Linked DNA regions of Mus musculus: regions 2 and 3 are each linked to region 1. The links are chromatin contacts, called in public HiChIP or PLAC-seq maps. All regions are on one chromosome and are shown on one strand. The core of a region is the stretch at or near the end of the contact, and the rest is flanking DNA. Distances in the headings are between cores, read along the strand shown. Region 1 holds the start of D330023K18Rik (RIKEN cDNA D330023K18 gene). Region 2 has its middle 9.4 kb from the start of Tor1b. Region 3 has its middle 21 kb from the start of Ptges.

Region 1 (4,873 bases), core at 1,263-3,762:
AAAAATCTGGGTTATCTATACAGCTTTCCGGTCCAACAACGCATGCGATGGCCTCGTTCTCAATGAGGCAAGACGGGCTTTTGTCCTGGGCTTTGTGAGCAGGGTGAGTCTGCCTGTGCTGGTGGGCCATTTATACCCAGACAGACTGCCTCTGAACTAATCTAACCAAACCTGATCTGATGAAAGGAAATAAGACATCTCATAGGACTCTTATAAATGACATAACGTAGATCACATAGCCAATCAAGTTCACTCAGAAAATAATTTCTCACCTCTCTGTGTAGGGCTGCAAAAGAGTAATTCCAGAGTTTCCTGCTCTAGGTTTCATTATCTATCTGTAAGGGGGTGGGATCAGATGAAAATCCTGTTCAAACATGGAAGATTGCATATTCAAAAGAGATGGCCCAAGACCCAAGTAAAGGGAAGACAAGGCTAGCCACCAGCCAGCCAGTGTCACTGCCTTTCCCTCCCATGAAACTGAAATGCATCTTAAGATAAACCCCAACCTCTGTGTCTCCACCTGCATGTTCTACTGTTGCCTCTGAAGAGGGTGTGACTGAACTTGGCCTGGTTTTTAAGTCAGGGGAAGGATTCGGGGTATATCAGTGTATGAAGACTGTGCAAGCACAGAGGCAAAACCAGGGCCTCCAAAACCATCTCACTTTTAGTTCCATATTTTCCCAAGTGATTTTTTTTTTCTTTTCTTTTTTTTTTTTGGTTTTTTCGAGACAGGGTTTCTTTGTATAGCCCTGGCTGTCCTGGAGCTCACTTTGTAGACCAGGCTGGCCTCGAACTCAGAAATCCGCCTGCCTCTGCTGGGATTAAAGGCGTGCGCCACCATGCCCGGCGATTTTTTTTTTTTAATTAGACAGTGTAGTCCCAACAAATCGATTTGTTTGTTTGTTTGTTTGGGTTTTCAATTCGAAGTTTCTCTGAGTAGTTCTGGTTGGCCTTGAACTCAGATATCCACTCGCCTGCCTCTGCTTTCTGAGTGCTTGGATTAAAGATGTGTACCACCACCTCCTGGCTCCAAGTGAATTTGTTGAAGTTCACAGTTTGTGGCATTAAAGTATATCATATTGGGCTGAAGAGATGGCTCAGCAGCTAAGAGTTCCTGTTCTTCCAGAAGACTGGAGTTTGGGTTCCCAGCAAGCACAATGGATGGCTGACAACCAAGGTAACTTCAGTTGCAGGGATCTGATGCCCCCTTCTGGTCTCTATGGGTACACCTCATGGCATTTATAAACACACAAACAACATAAAAACAAACTTAATTTCCTATCTATATGTATTTATATATACAGATCTATCATGTTGGGTTAGAGACACTGCTCAGTGGTTAAGAGCACTTACTGCTCTTATAGATAGATACCTGAGTTAACTTTCTAGTACTCATGATGTCAGGCAACACACAACTGCCAGCAATTCCAGCTCCCGAGGATCTGACACCATCTTCTGGTCCTCTCAGGTACCTATACATGGCACACACATACATAAAAAACTTAGAAAAGCAACCAACCAGACCTTCAAAATACATCCTGTTACTAGTTCCAGTTAAAAAGCTATAGGAATCTGATTCTGTCATAGGTGTTCACACACCTACATAGTGGTAGCTGCCTGGTAGTAGAGTTCCCTGTGTTTTTATTGTGTCCTATTTTGCTTAAATAATTACATGCACATACACAAAAGCATATGTTACTTGTGTGTCCAGCTAAAAACAAGAATCTAAGAACTAAACCAACTTGGTTATCAGCTATTTTAATACGAGTGTTTCCTGTAAGCCCTGGTACCAGGGACCTACAACCAAGTCCTTCCATTAAGTGTTAAGGACTAGAAGCTAAGTTTCCAAAGAGACTAAAATAGAAAACATTAAGGCTCAGACTCCAGCGGTGGCATGAAATCACACAAGACAAAATGACGTATCAGTTAAAAATCTGCATGTGATCCCCAGCTCAGACTGGCCAAAATGACCATTTCTTAGAGTTTAGGTAGAACAGAGGAACAGCCTGACACCTACCTCTTATATAATTAGATTGTCCCAAAGATTAAATGCCACTTAAAAAAAAAAAGCCTAGTGGATGGCTTCCTATGGACTCAATAAATCCTATTACTGCAACTATTTCAAGCTGAAGTTTGTGTAAAGGGCCTAGGATGATAATAAGTCAAGGAATCTAAGACAGGCCAGCAATTTCTAAGTTATTACCACCGAAGGCAGTCCAATCATCCGCCAGGGTCAGTGGCGGACATTGCGGGTTCCAGACTTTGGTCCAGGCCCCTCAATCCCCAAGCCCGGCAAGGCAGAAAGGAGGCCCGGCTTGAACTTGCCCCGCCATGGTTGTCATGGCAAACGCTTCAGGGTCCTCACAGGGGCTTTGCCGGAAGTCCGTCCTGGGAGGCCAATTGAAGAGTGCCGAGGTGGTCCGCTCAGGTCCCTGCGTGACCAGAGTTGCGTTTTGCAGTAAAACGATCTCAAGGACCTCGGAGGCGGCAGCCGCGCCCCCTTCCAGAGCACCTCCGGGACGACGCACTTTGACCCGGAAGTGGGTGGGAGAGGAAGCAGCTGGTGATGCTGGAACAAACATGGCCGTCCCGGTACCCCTCGGCCGCTTCGGCTCCTTCTGCCTGCGGCTGCTACGACTGCTGGCGTTGCTGGAGCTGCTGGTCCACCCCGTCTTGGGCCGCGTCCATCACCTGGCGCTCAAAGTAAGGCCTGGCAGGCTGGGGGCAGGATCAGGGAGTGGCGACGGGGGGGTGGGGGGAGCGCGACCGCTGTCCCGGGCTGAGCCAACTTCAGCCCAGCGGGATCTCCTAAGTTCGGCCCCTGAGCCAGGGGGTTTGCGCCGCCCCGTAGGGATGGACTACGCCGTGCGGCCTCCTCGGGTAGTCTGGTCCCTGCAGGTTTGAGGTCCTGAGGAAGGGGCCCAGATGCGGCCTAAATACCCAAAGACCTGGGAGGCCACTCCTGCGATTCCTGCTGGCTTCCCTGGATTCCACGTTGGTGGCAACCTTCCCTAATTCACCCTTTCATAACTTAAATTCCAAGTTCTCTTGTCCGCGATCTCCGCCCTTCTGTGCTCCTTGATCTGGCGCTTTGAAGTTGTGCGGAATCTTAGCCTGTTTCCTTGCTTGGTTTAGGGTGCTCGGTTGACTGACCAAAGCCAGAATCCCCAAGAGGAATTCAAATCTCTCTTGAAATACATGCCTTGGTTTCAAGAAGAAAAAATAAGAAAGAACAAGCCTGAGGATTTAAACTCAGCATCCAAAGTGTTTCTAAGTAGTGGGCCTTTTTCATTCCCGCTCTATGGCCATTGCCTAAGGAAGATGTTTATGACAGGCCTGAAGTGACCACCAAGAACCGCTATGGTAGCTAACTCACAGTAGAAAGTTCTCTAAGGCTTACACAGGATTGGCAGCCGGTTAATATACCTGGAGAACAGAAAGTGACATCATTATGACTCAAAGCCTTGTACATTTTCCTAATAGTCAGTGTACCAAGAAGTTGCGGATCTGGACACAGCTGTCTGTAAAAACACTTTCCATTAGGTGTGAAGGATAAAGGCTTGTGAATGTAGCGTTTAAAGGGTCCAGACAGACTGTAGATTTGAAACCTGGCCAAATCCATACAGGCACACTTGGGCTGTCTGCTTTTGATTGTTAAAATGATCTTGAAGCTGGGCGGTAGTGGCGCATGCCTTTAATCCCAGCACTTGGGAGGCAGAGGCTGGCGGATTTCTGAGTTCGAGGCCAGCCTGGTCTACAAAGTGAGTTCTAGGACAGTCGGGGCTATACAGAGAAACCCTGTCTTGAAAAACAAACAAACAAATGATCTTGAGTAAAGTGACTCTTACCTACAGCAAGACAGATCAATCTTGGCTCCTTATAAAATCCACTGAAAGCTGTAGGCACTCTCCCCAGAGAAATGCTTTTTGAAGTAAGACCATCTTACATCTTAACAGCTTTCTTGGCCTTTCTGTAGCTTCATAATCTTGGTACAGTTTAATCAAGGTATCCAAGTTTGCAGATTCATCACTCTGAGGGTAAGAACTCCTGATTTCTAAAGTCTCGCATTTTGAGGTTTGCAGATTGTTTTTATTGGGTATATAATTTAGCTGAGTTTATAAAGCTTAGGAATTAGAAACAAAACTACTTGTAACAAGACACACTGGGACCACATCTCCTGGCTCCCTGTCCAACATTTCTAGTGTTTAAATGCCAGGTGTCTGGTATCACTAGGTAAACGCTGGCAGTATTTTATATTGGCCAGCCTGAGTGATCAGTATATTCCAACCTTCTATACCAGCCTTTATCTGTGGTGGAAGCAAACTTAGAGTAGTTCTGTGGTTGGCCTCTCTTGTGCCAACCTAGTGAAGTTCTGTGGTTGACTTCTCTGTGTCAGATGCCTTGATGGTTTTCTCTCTTGTAACATGCTCCCTACGATTATCCTATAGTTGGTACTAGAATCTTTTTTCTTGGACAGTCTTTACTTGTTATCTAAGGAGAGGACATTTACCAGCAGAGGGTCCACCAAAGAAGCAGAAGATGGTCTTACCCTGCTTGAAGTTGGGAAGCACAGGCTTGAGCAGGTTAGAAACCCAGGCTTGCAAGTGCATGAAGTGATCACCAAATGTCAGGAATATGCATTGATTTAAAAAAAAAAAAGATTCATTTCTCTCTCTCTCTCTGTGTGTGTGTGTGTGTGTGTGTGTGTGTGTGTGTGTGTGTGTGTATGTATGTATGTGAAGGTCCCTTGGAGCTGGAGTAACAGGCAGTTGTAACAGGCAGTTGTAAGCTGTCCCATATGTGTGCCGGGAAATGATCTTGGGTCTTTTTCAAGGTGCCATAAATCCTCTTAACTGCCGAGCCATTTCTATAG
Region 2 (4,900 bases), core at 461-2,960, 210 kb before region 1:
TAGAATATGAGCACATGACCAAGAGAAGCTTGCCCTGAGGGCACACGTGGAACAGAGCAAGCCAGGCAAGTCTCAAACTGCAAGTAACAAGGGGCCTATGACTGAGATGTAGGTTAGACTAGCTCAGAACCAGCCCAGCCCAGTGCAAGCAGTTTGTAATAAAATACCAGATTTCTATGTCTTTTATTTAGGAGCTAAATGGAATAGAGTGGGGTAGAACACGTTCGCCCCCCCCCCCCTGCTGCCCATAACATTATATCAATAAACATGTACCCATTTTAGTTTCTTTTTAAAAAATTTACTTATTTATTATATCTAAGTACACTGTAGCTGTCTTCAGACACTCCAGAAGAGGGAGTCAGATCTTGTTACAGATGGTTGTGAGCCACTATGTGGTTGCTGGGATTTGAACTCAGGACCTTCGGAAGAGTAGTCGGTGCTCTTAACCGCTGAGCAGTCTCTCCAGCCCCCATTTTAGTTTCTTTTCCTCTTCCCCTCTCCCTTGTAGTCATTAATTGACCTTTACCCTATATCTAAGCATTTATTAATTAGCCTTTAGCTCGTATCTAAGCCAAATGAACTTATCTAACTAGGCACACACCCTATTTGAACTGTTTCTAGACTGTCAGGAGACACGTGGTTACAAAATAAGAGACATTCAAGCCCCATAGTCTTTGACAGCATGGCACTTTTACATTTTTGAAGTCAGCAGAGGAGATGATACCACACCTAAAATAATATTTTCCAGGTATAAGTCTAATAATTGCTAAATAGTCTGTGTATTACTTTTATGTAAGCAGTAGTTTTACAATATGGTCCTGTTCTTTTTTTAAATACATTTCCCAGAATGGTAAGATTGATACCAGGCTCTTAACTGCTGGGACCAAGTTTCTGTTCCTCCTGGCAGTTTCTACTCTTACCTCCAAAGGGACTGCGAGATTTAGATTCCTTTGTCAATTTTTTGGCACTGGAGGGATGTCTGACCTTCTATGCCCTTTATTTCTTCCTTATATGTTTCATACGTTCTCAAAGCCATCTCCTAAGTTCTTGGAATGTAGTTATCTCTTTTATAAAAGAAAACAGTCAAGTAAGGGCCATTAACCTTAATACTTCCTTCTGCTTTTTCCAGGTGACTGCAGAGGCAGCCAGGGGGAGCCAGGAGAACCGGTTTCTGTGTTCCAAGAAAGAAACACTTGGGCCGGGCGTGGTGGGGCATGCCTTTAATCCCAGCACTTGGGAGGCAGAGGGAGGCGGATTTCTGAGTTCGAGGCCAGCCTGGTCTACAGAGTAAGTTCCAGGACAGCCAGGGCTATACAGAGAAACCCTGTCTCGAAAAAAACAAACAAACAAAAAACAAGACGAAGAAGAAGAAGAAGAAGAAGAAGAAGAAGAAGAGAGAAAGAAAAGAAAAAAACACTCTAGATTCCTCATAAACTCAGCCATAATCATGACTGAACAAAACGAAACTAAAAGTGGTAAAAACCAGGAGGGCCTGAGCACGCGTCCGCAGTATCGTTTGTTTCCACAGCGCCTTGCCCAGTAGACAGGGATCTCCAAGGGCCTTGCCATAAAGAGCTTTTGTAAAACACTCATGCGTCCTTCCTAGAAGTTATAGCAGGGCTTCTGCCACACCCCTACACCCAGTCCATCCCCAGTGTTCAAACAAGAGCGAACGGGAATTGAGAGCCATCTGTGAGGCTGCAGACCTGCAGCTCGCTGCCCTCTAGTGTTCGTTTGGTAGAAGTGCGTGGGTCTTCTCAGCATCCTCACGTCCCCTGCTCTCCTGGCAAACAGGTGAGGACCACGGAGCGCTGTCTCTGGTCCTGAAAATTCTCAGCTAGCGTCCAAACCAAATGTAGAGTCCAGTCCAAAGCAGAGTCGCCTTCCAGGACTTTGTCATTGTTGTTCCTTTTAATTTATGAAGGCCCCCAGAAGTCCCTCGGAATGTCACTGGAGTAACAACAGAAACACTGTAGGCCGTGCTTCAGGAGAACCACGGTAGGAAATGTAACAAAGAGAGCCAAGGACGATAAGAAAGAAGCTTGCCATACACCATTGGGAAACTCATGGCAACAAAACATACTGCCTGAAAATGGAGCCAGGGAGCAGGGGGGCGGGGCTGGGGACATGTAGCAGAAGGTACAGAGCATAGCATACAAGCATAACAATATGAGTTGTTTCAGCATCCACATGAAAAGCAGAGGATCACCTGGCACTGTTGGCACATGCCTTTAATCCCAGCGCTCCAGAGGCAGAGGCAGGTGGATCTCTGTGAGTTCGAGGCCAGCCTGGTCTATAGAGAGAGTTCCAGGACAGCCAGGGCTACACAGAGAAACCCTGTCTCAAATAAACAAAACAATCAAACAAAAAGCAGATTGTAAAGCCAGGCATGGTGGTGGTACAAGCTTTTAAATATGTGGGACACAGAAGCAGGTGGATCTCTGTGAATCTGGGGTTACCCGTGGCCACACAGTGAGACCCTGTCTAAAAGCAGAACATAGTAACCTATGTAACCCTAGTTCTGAGGAGGTGGAGACAGGTGAATCCTGGGGCTCCAGCCTATCCTAACCCTTGAGCTCCAGGCCCGAGAGAGACCTTATCTCAAATAACAAGGTAGGGATCGGGAAGATGTTCTGTTACCTGTGTAAAAACCAGTGTCGGTGGCCTGTGTCTGTGATCTCAGCACTGGGAGCTGGAGACAGGCAGATCCCTGATGCCTGCTGACCAGCCAGTCTAGAGGAATGGCGAGCTCCGGGTTCAGACGAAGACTGTGTCTCAGATTATAAAGTGGAGAGAGACCATGGAGGATGTATGATGTCCATCTCCGGCTCACATAGCACTTGCTCATATGTGAACACACATGTACACATACAGGCATGCATACACACATGGAAACAAATGCTCCCTGAAGAATGACCACAGTGTTGTCTTCTGGCCTCTACATACTTGTGCATATATGTCGGTCCACATGAACACGCTCACACAGAGAGCGCAAGCCTAGAATCCCAGCTCCTCGAGAAGCAGAAGTGGGAGAACTATAAGTTCAGGACCAGCTTGGGCTACAGAGTCACACAGACTGTGGGTTCATTTGTTCAGAAGATCTGAGTTCTACCTCCAAGCCCAAATTTCAGATTTGTTAGCCTCCAGATCACTGTGTATCAAGATGATTCTCCTGTCTCAGCCTCCAAAGTCCTGGGATTACAGACATGTGTCACCGTGTGCAATTTATTTATTTATTTATTTATTTATTTATTTATTTATTTATTTATTATGTGTGAGTACACTGTAGCTGTCCTCAGATACTCCAGAAGAGGGCATCAGATTTCGTTACGGATGGTTGTGAGCCACCATGTGGTTGCTGGGATTTGAACTCGGGACCTTCAGAAGAGCCGTCGGCGCTCTTAACCACTGAGCCATCTCACCAGCCCCACCATGTGCAATTTTGTGTGGTGCTGGGATTGAACCCAGGGTTTATTGGATGCTAAGAAAGCTTGCTACCAACTGAACTGTATCCTCAGACCCCACACATTTACAGACTGTGGGGAATTTTGTTTTCATTAGTTTTACTCTAGTGTGTGCGTTAGAGAGCCTGCCATGGTGGAGACATGGAAGGGGAGGAACAACTCATGGACACTGGACTCCCACCATGGGGCCCAGGGGTTAAATTCAGATCTTGCCTGATGAGTTTGTTTGTTGAGACAGAGTCTCGCTATGTAGCCCTAGGACTTGATATGTAGACCAGGATGACCTGGAACTCACTGAGATCTTGTCTACCTCTGCCTCTCTAAGTGCTGGGATCAAAGGGACCTGCTGCCATGCCGGCTGGGTTTTATTTTTTAGAGATAGGGTCTGTTTGTAGCCCAGATGAACTGGGAATGCTGGTGTACACCTTTAATCCCAGCACTCCAGAGGCAGAAGCAGATCTCTGTGAGTTCCAGGCCAGCCTGGTCTACATAGTGAGTTCCAGGATAGCAAGAGCTGCATAGTGAGACCCTGTCATAAAACAAACAAAAATCTGTAATCCAGACTGTCCTAGCACTTAGCGTATAGGTCAGGCTTGCCTTGAACTTTTGGCCATCCTCCTACTGCCTCTTACATGGTAGGATTACAGGCACACTCTAAAATTTACTATATACTTTTTTCCTGGTGACCACAGAGCTATCAGTGTTAAAATGTATTTTGGGAATTGGTTTGGTTTGGTTTGGTTTGGTTTTCTGAGACAGGGTTTCTCTGTATAGCTGGCTGTCCTGGAACTCACTTTGTAGAGCAGGCTGGCCTCGAACTCAGAAATCCGCCTGCCTCTGCCTCCTGAGTGCTGGGATTAAAGGTGTGTGCCACCACGCCTGGCTGGGAATTGTTTTTAGCATACAATTGCCCACAAGCAACAGTAACACGTCATAAATGTTAAATTAATTATTGTTAGTTGTCAAATGGTTAGTTGTTGTCTTTTTGTTTTTGTTTTTAGGTTTATTCATTTATTATGTATACAATGATCTGCCTGCATGTGTATACCTACAGGTCTGAAGAGGGCATCGGATCCCATTATAGATGGTTGTGAGCCACCATGTGGTTGCTGGGAATTGAACTCAGGTCTCTGGAAGAGCAGTTAATGCTCTTAACTGCTGAGCCATCTTTCTAGCCCCAGATGGTTAGAATTTTAAGAAATGTGTCTTTATGCTTAGATTTCTAGTTATGTGTATGTATGTGTGTGTGTGGAGAGCTCTTTGGGGCCACTTGCTTCTAGATACTTGACAGGAATTCTGTCCTTTCAGGACAGAAGAAGGCATGAATCTGACTTTGGGCTAGGACTCAGGGAATAGGCCTAGATTAAAGAACATTTACATTTGAGTTAATGCAAAGCTCAGAGCGGCCTCAGCAGAGGCCTGTGTGGCTTTCCTTT
Region 3 (4,896 bases), core at 2,128-4,627, 230 kb before region 1:
ACCCATGCTGCTGTGCCTGTCTTTACGTCGATGCTTGGTATCCACACTGGGGTCCTCACACTTGCCTGGTGAGCATTTCCCCAGCAGAAGAGATTATGATGTGTATAATTGGCCCCTGTATAACGATAATGTAAAACAGGCTGGGAAAGTCCTGCAAACTGTGCATGAAGGCTCACACCTTTAATCCCAGCACTAGGGAGGCAGAGGCCAGCAGATCCCGCTCATGACAGTCCTGTCTACCTAGTGAGATAGTCTCAATCTATTGATCAATCAATGACTCTTTCTATCCACTCTCTAGGAGCTACAGACCCAGGGAGCTCAACAGTGTATAGCTCAGTCCAAGGTCAAAGGCAGATGGTGTGGGCCGGAGAGATGGTTTAGTGGTTCAGAGCACTTGCTGCTCTTGCAGAGAACCCAAGTTCAGTTCCCAGCACCCATGTCAGGCTGCTCAAAACTGCCTGTAACTCCAGTTCCAGAAGATCTACACCTTCTTCTGCCCTCACAGAGACACACACATATCATCAAAAATAAACCTGAAAGGGCTAGAGAGATGGCTCAGTGGATAAGAACAATGACTGCTCTTCCAGAGGTCCTGAGTTCAAATCCCAGCAACTACATGATGGCTCACAACCATCTATAATGAGATCTGATGCCCTCTTCTGGTGCATCTGAAGACAGTGACAGTGTGCTCATATACATAAAGTAAATCTTTAGAAAAATTGAAGAGAAAAGAAAAAGAAAAGAGAAGGGAAGGGGAGGGGAGGGGAGGGGAGAGGGGAGGGGAGGGGAGGGGAGGAGAGGAGAGGAGAGGAGAGGAGAGGAGAGGAGAGGAGAGGAGAGGAGAGGAGAGGAGAGGAGAGGAGAGGAGAGGAGAGAAGAGAAGAGAAAAGGTTGATGGTATAAGCCCTTATCTGAAGATGGAAGACAGGAGAAGACCCTCTCCTGCCTTTTGTCCTGGTCCAGCCTGAGTAAGACGGTTGGGCTGGGTGGCGAGGGCCTCTGTGTTTCTGAGTTCAACATTTAACCTCATTTGAAAACACCCAAAGACACATTCACAAATAATGTATTAACCTGGGCATGTGGTGGCTGGTGAGGTTGGCTCAGAAACTTAAGCCACCACAAATCCACTCCTAGGAGGTTTTGAATCCTGACACACCTTCTAAACCACACTTAAGCTCCTCACAATGGCAGGAGAAATTAGAACCCCATCAGGCACGATCCATCTGTCCAGCTCAGCCCCAAAGAGCCTGATTCCTTTTTGGAAGAACAAATTCCCAAGCCTCTCCTTCCCACACTGTGGGGTGAAATCAGAGTCCTTTGGCGCCTCAAGCTCACAGCATTCAGATCATGTGAGCAGTGTGCCCTGCTCATGCCGGGGTGCCTTCCTGCCTTCCTGCCTTCTTGCCTTCCTGCCTTCCTGCCTTCCTGCCTTCCTGCCTTCCTGCCTTCCTGCCTTCCTTCCTTCCTTCCTTCCTTCCTTCCTTCCTTCCTTCCTTCCTTCCTTCCTTCCTTCCTTCCTTCCTCCCTCCCTCCCTCCCTCCCTCCCTCCCTCTCTCCCTTTCTTTCTTCTTCTTTTCTCTTTCTCTCTCTCATTCTTTCTTCCTTTCTTGGCTTGTTGATTTTTTTTCCTTATTTAGTATTTATTCATAAACTTAACACTGAGCCGGGTGTGGTGGCGCATGCCTTTAATCCCAGCACTCGGGAGGCAGAGGCAGGCGGATTTCTGAGTTTGAGACTAGCCTGGTCTACAAAGTGAGTTCCAGGACAGCCAGGGCTACACAGAGAAACCCTGTCTCGGAAAACAAAGCAAAACAAACAAACAAACACACTTAACTCTGCCAGCCAGCTAGACTTGGAAAATATGGAACCCAGAGAACTTCAGTGAGGGCAGAGTTGCAGGGCACTGTGAGCAGATGGGGTGGGGGCACTCTCCTGAGCTACTGGTGGGCCAGATGCCCGCAAGTCAAAAGAACCAGATCTTCCTGCTGCTCATCCCATTCCTAGACCCCAAATGCTCCGCGTCTTCTATAATGTTCACGTCTCCTTTCACTGTTCCGAAGACCACACGCTTGCCACCCCGCTGTCACTCAGTTTTGGCAGTACAGGTGAGAGCCCGGGAGCTATCTGTGTCTGTGCCAGCATTTGTCATGGACAAGATGCCAGGACCTGAATGCTTTAGTATGATGTTCTCAGTCTCAAAGTTCTCCCTGCAGATGGACCCGCTGCCAGTGCCATTATGATGTGTGACGCCACCACCCTGGCGCATGAATCCCGGAATAATCCTGTGGAAGAAGAAACCCTTATATCCAAATCCTTTCTCTCCAGTACTCGGTGTCTTAAGTACATGGTGGAGTTGATCACGGCTGCAACAAGCAGTGACAGGGGGCAGCAGCGCCTGCCAAATTCAGTTGGTTGATTTTTGAGATAGTTTTACAATGTAGGCTGGTTAACCTAGAATTTGCTATGTGGTCATGCTGTCCTTAAACTTACAGAGATCATCCACCTGCCTCTGCCTCTAGAATGTCAGGATTAAAGGTGTATCAAGCCTGGCTTAATAGCTGGTATTTAAGAAATTCGTTTTAACTGGCATTCATGGTGCCTTTAATCCCAGCACTTGGGAGGCAGAGGCAGGTGGATTTCTGAGTTCGAGGCCAGCCTGGTCTACAGAGTGAGTTCCAGGACAGCCAGGGCTACACAGAGAAACCCTGTCTTGAATATATATATATATGTGTGTGTGTGTGTGTGTGTGTATACATATATACATATACTACAGTGCATATACAGAAGTCAGAAGACAACTGTGGGAATATGTTCTCTCCTTCCACCATGTGGGTCCCAGAGATTGAATATGGTCATGAGCTTGGTGACAATCATCTTGACTCCCAGCACCCTTGCAGGCCTGTCTAGCTGATGTTTATAACTGTCTTCCCTGGGCCCTCAGTAAGGCACTTCAGCTGATGTTGGGCCTCAACCATGTGGGGTGACTACTAAGTGCCCTGGGTAATGACAGAGTAGTCATTTTCTTAATCTACACTTTGTGGCTATCATTACTGCATGTATGATCACGTCACAGCACACGTGCAGAGGCCAGAGGACCACTTTGTGGTTCATTTCTCCTCTTCCTCCTGTGAGTTCTGGGAATTGACTTCAGGCTGGCAAGGCAGGTACTGTTCTGGGCTGAGCCATCTCTCCAGCCTCTGCATGGTCTTTAGTCACAGGATGTAGACATAGCACGAGCTCTGCTAACTGGGGCTCCTGTACCAGATGCCTCCTTCTACTTCATTGAGAAACAGGGTCCACTTTCCTCATCCTGGAGAGACCAGAGTGCTCTGCTGCCCTGATTAGTCACCCCAGCTGGCACCATGACTCCCCTTGTCACCTGCTGACTCAGAAGTGTGTTAGCATCCAGTTCCACTGCCATACATTTCCCCTCTGGAGCTAAGACTTCTCTGGAGTTCAGAAAGAACACACAAGGCCAGCGTTTTGCCAGTAAATAGGTCACTGGGCCACAGAAGTCGGCCCTCCACCCAGGTCTGTCCCTTCACCCCGCACCGGTTGTATGTGTCAGGCTCTCTAGAGGAACAGACCTGCAGAATAATGCATATGACAAAGGGGCTTGATTAGATTGGCTTACATACGGACTGGGTTTTCCAACTGGGACTGAAGAAGCTCCGTCTGCGAGGCTGGTGCTGAAGGCCTGGGGGACTCCTGGCACAGTCCATTTGGGAAGATCGAATAAACGGGGTTCTGGCGTTAGCCAGAGAAAGTAGTGACAGAACACATTCCCTCAGCCACAAGTGTCCTGTGGAAGGAGGGCAGCTTTCCTCCAGACTGTTTATATCAGCGCTGAACTGGAGCAATCCTTCTAGAGCATGCTCCCACAGACCCACACAGAGGTGTGACTGTTGGTCGGACCCGGATCCAGTTGACACCGATGAACCATCACCAGGATGAGCTCTAACTCCTGCCCTGGAGTTAGTGAGCTGCATCTAGTGAGCCTTGTCTCAGCCCTGCTGGTGGGAGTTGCCATTGAGTCTTTAAGGTCATCTCCCTGTTTCAATGACGTCCATGAGCGGGGCCTTCTGGCTGTATGTCTCTTACTGTAAAGTAGCCTGGAACTTGTAGCAATCCTCCTGCCTCAGCTCCCTGAGTGTTGACATTCTTGACTATTTTACTTTTTTTTTTTTTTTTAACGTAAAGTCTGGAAACCTAGCGTGAGTTTCGTGCTCACGTATCTCCACTGGCTTCCTGGACTCACTCTGTTTTGGGTACTCAATGACCACGTCTGACTTGTGATGGCCATCATGGGCAGAGCAGGGCTCTGTAATGACAAACTGAGGCTCCTCAAATGCCCATCAGCAATAACTGTGCCAGCTGGAAGGTGTTTCCGTGTGAAACATTATTTTCCTCTGACTATACTATACATTAAATCGATATTTTTATTTACTTTATGGGGGAGGGGTGAGTGCCACAGCTGGAGTATGGAAGGCAGAGGACAGCTTGCAGGAATCAGTTCTCTCCTTCCAGCATGTGGGTCCCAGGGTCAAACTCAAGCTGTTGGGTTTGAGTTGGCTGAGAAGCAAGAAGGAGCCCATGTCGGATCCAACATCTAGTTCCTATATAGTGTGCCTCTCTGAGCCTCAGCTTCTGTCTATAAAACATGCATGAAAGTAGCTGGCCTCTCACTCTCGTGGGATGTTCCAGGCTCTGCAGGAGTTGTGAGTGTCCTAAGGGTTAGTTATTGTTGCTGTTGCTGTTGGTGTGTGTGTGTGTGTGTGTGTGTACATGTCTGTGCACATGCCTGGTGTGTACATGCACGCAGAGGCCAGGGGCTGAAGTTGAATTTTCCGTGCCTATATCTAGCTGAGTGTGTGCCACATGTGTGGGTGCTTGCTG

The links. HiChIP or PLAC-seq counts read pairs in DNA pulled down with a chosen protein or histone mark.
Region 2: a contact with region 1 is called in an H3K4me3 HiChIP or PLAC-seq map of the 230-238 cell line, with 15 read pairs. The contact joins the enhancer-like site here to the promoter of D330023K18Rik in region 1. A contact is called at or near these places in 11 of 39 promoter capture datasets (the C10 cell line, the HPC-7 cell line, the SN4741 cell line and 5 more), 1 of 15 datasets of contacts at CTCF or cohesin (the NIH/3T3 cell line), 9 of 484 Hi-C or Micro-C datasets (B cells, CD4 T cells, the G1E-ER4 cell line and 4 more), 22 of 115 datasets of contacts at active chromatin or transcription factors (the 230-238 cell line, the HPC-7 cell line, the SCID.adh cell line and 11 more) and 4 of 9 other capture datasets (adipose tissue, liver, macrophages and 1 more).
Region 3: a contact with region 1 is called in a FOXA1 HiChIP or PLAC-seq map of pancreatic cancer cells. The contact joins the enhancer-like site here to the promoter of D330023K18Rik in region 1. A contact is called at or near these places in 2 of 484 Hi-C or Micro-C datasets (embryonic stem cells and uterus), 9 of 115 datasets of contacts at active chromatin or transcription factors (embryonic stem cells and pancreatic cancer cells) and 2 of 9 other capture datasets (adipose tissue and liver).

The regions. Positions count from the first base shown.
Region 1 is chr2:31,149,779-31,154,651 of GRCm38.p6, forward strand. It overlaps D330023K18Rik (RIKEN cDNA D330023K18 gene), which reads right to left and starts at 2,513. Exons shown (of 2, transcript NR_040334.1): 1 at 2,204-2,513; 2 at 1,271-1,472. It overlaps Gpr107 (G protein-coupled receptor 107), which reads left to right and starts at 2,538. Exons shown (of 18, transcript NM_178760.4): 1 at 2,538-2,703. The coding sequence starts at 2,581.
Region 2 is chr2:30,941,166-30,946,065 of GRCm38.p6, forward strand. No RefSeq gene overlaps it. Among named protein-coding and RNA genes, the nearest start is that of Tor1b, 9.4 kb to the right of the region's middle. Within about 2 kb of position 1,711, at least 113 of the 459 cell types and tissues checked have an H3K27ac peak or open chromatin away from gene starts, as enhancers often do. A contact at or near this core is called in the 230-238 cell line, B cells, the G1E-ER4 cell line and 10 more, where this site is marked.
Region 3 is chr2:30,922,029-30,926,924 of GRCm38.p6, forward strand. It overlaps a transcript of Ptges not described here and the pseudogene Gm13400. Among named protein-coding and RNA genes, the nearest start is that of Ptges, 21 kb to the left of the region's middle. Within about 2 kb of position 3,378, at least 26 of the 459 cell types and tissues checked have an H3K27ac peak or open chromatin away from gene starts, as enhancers often do. A contact at or near this core is called in pancreatic cancer cells, where this site is marked.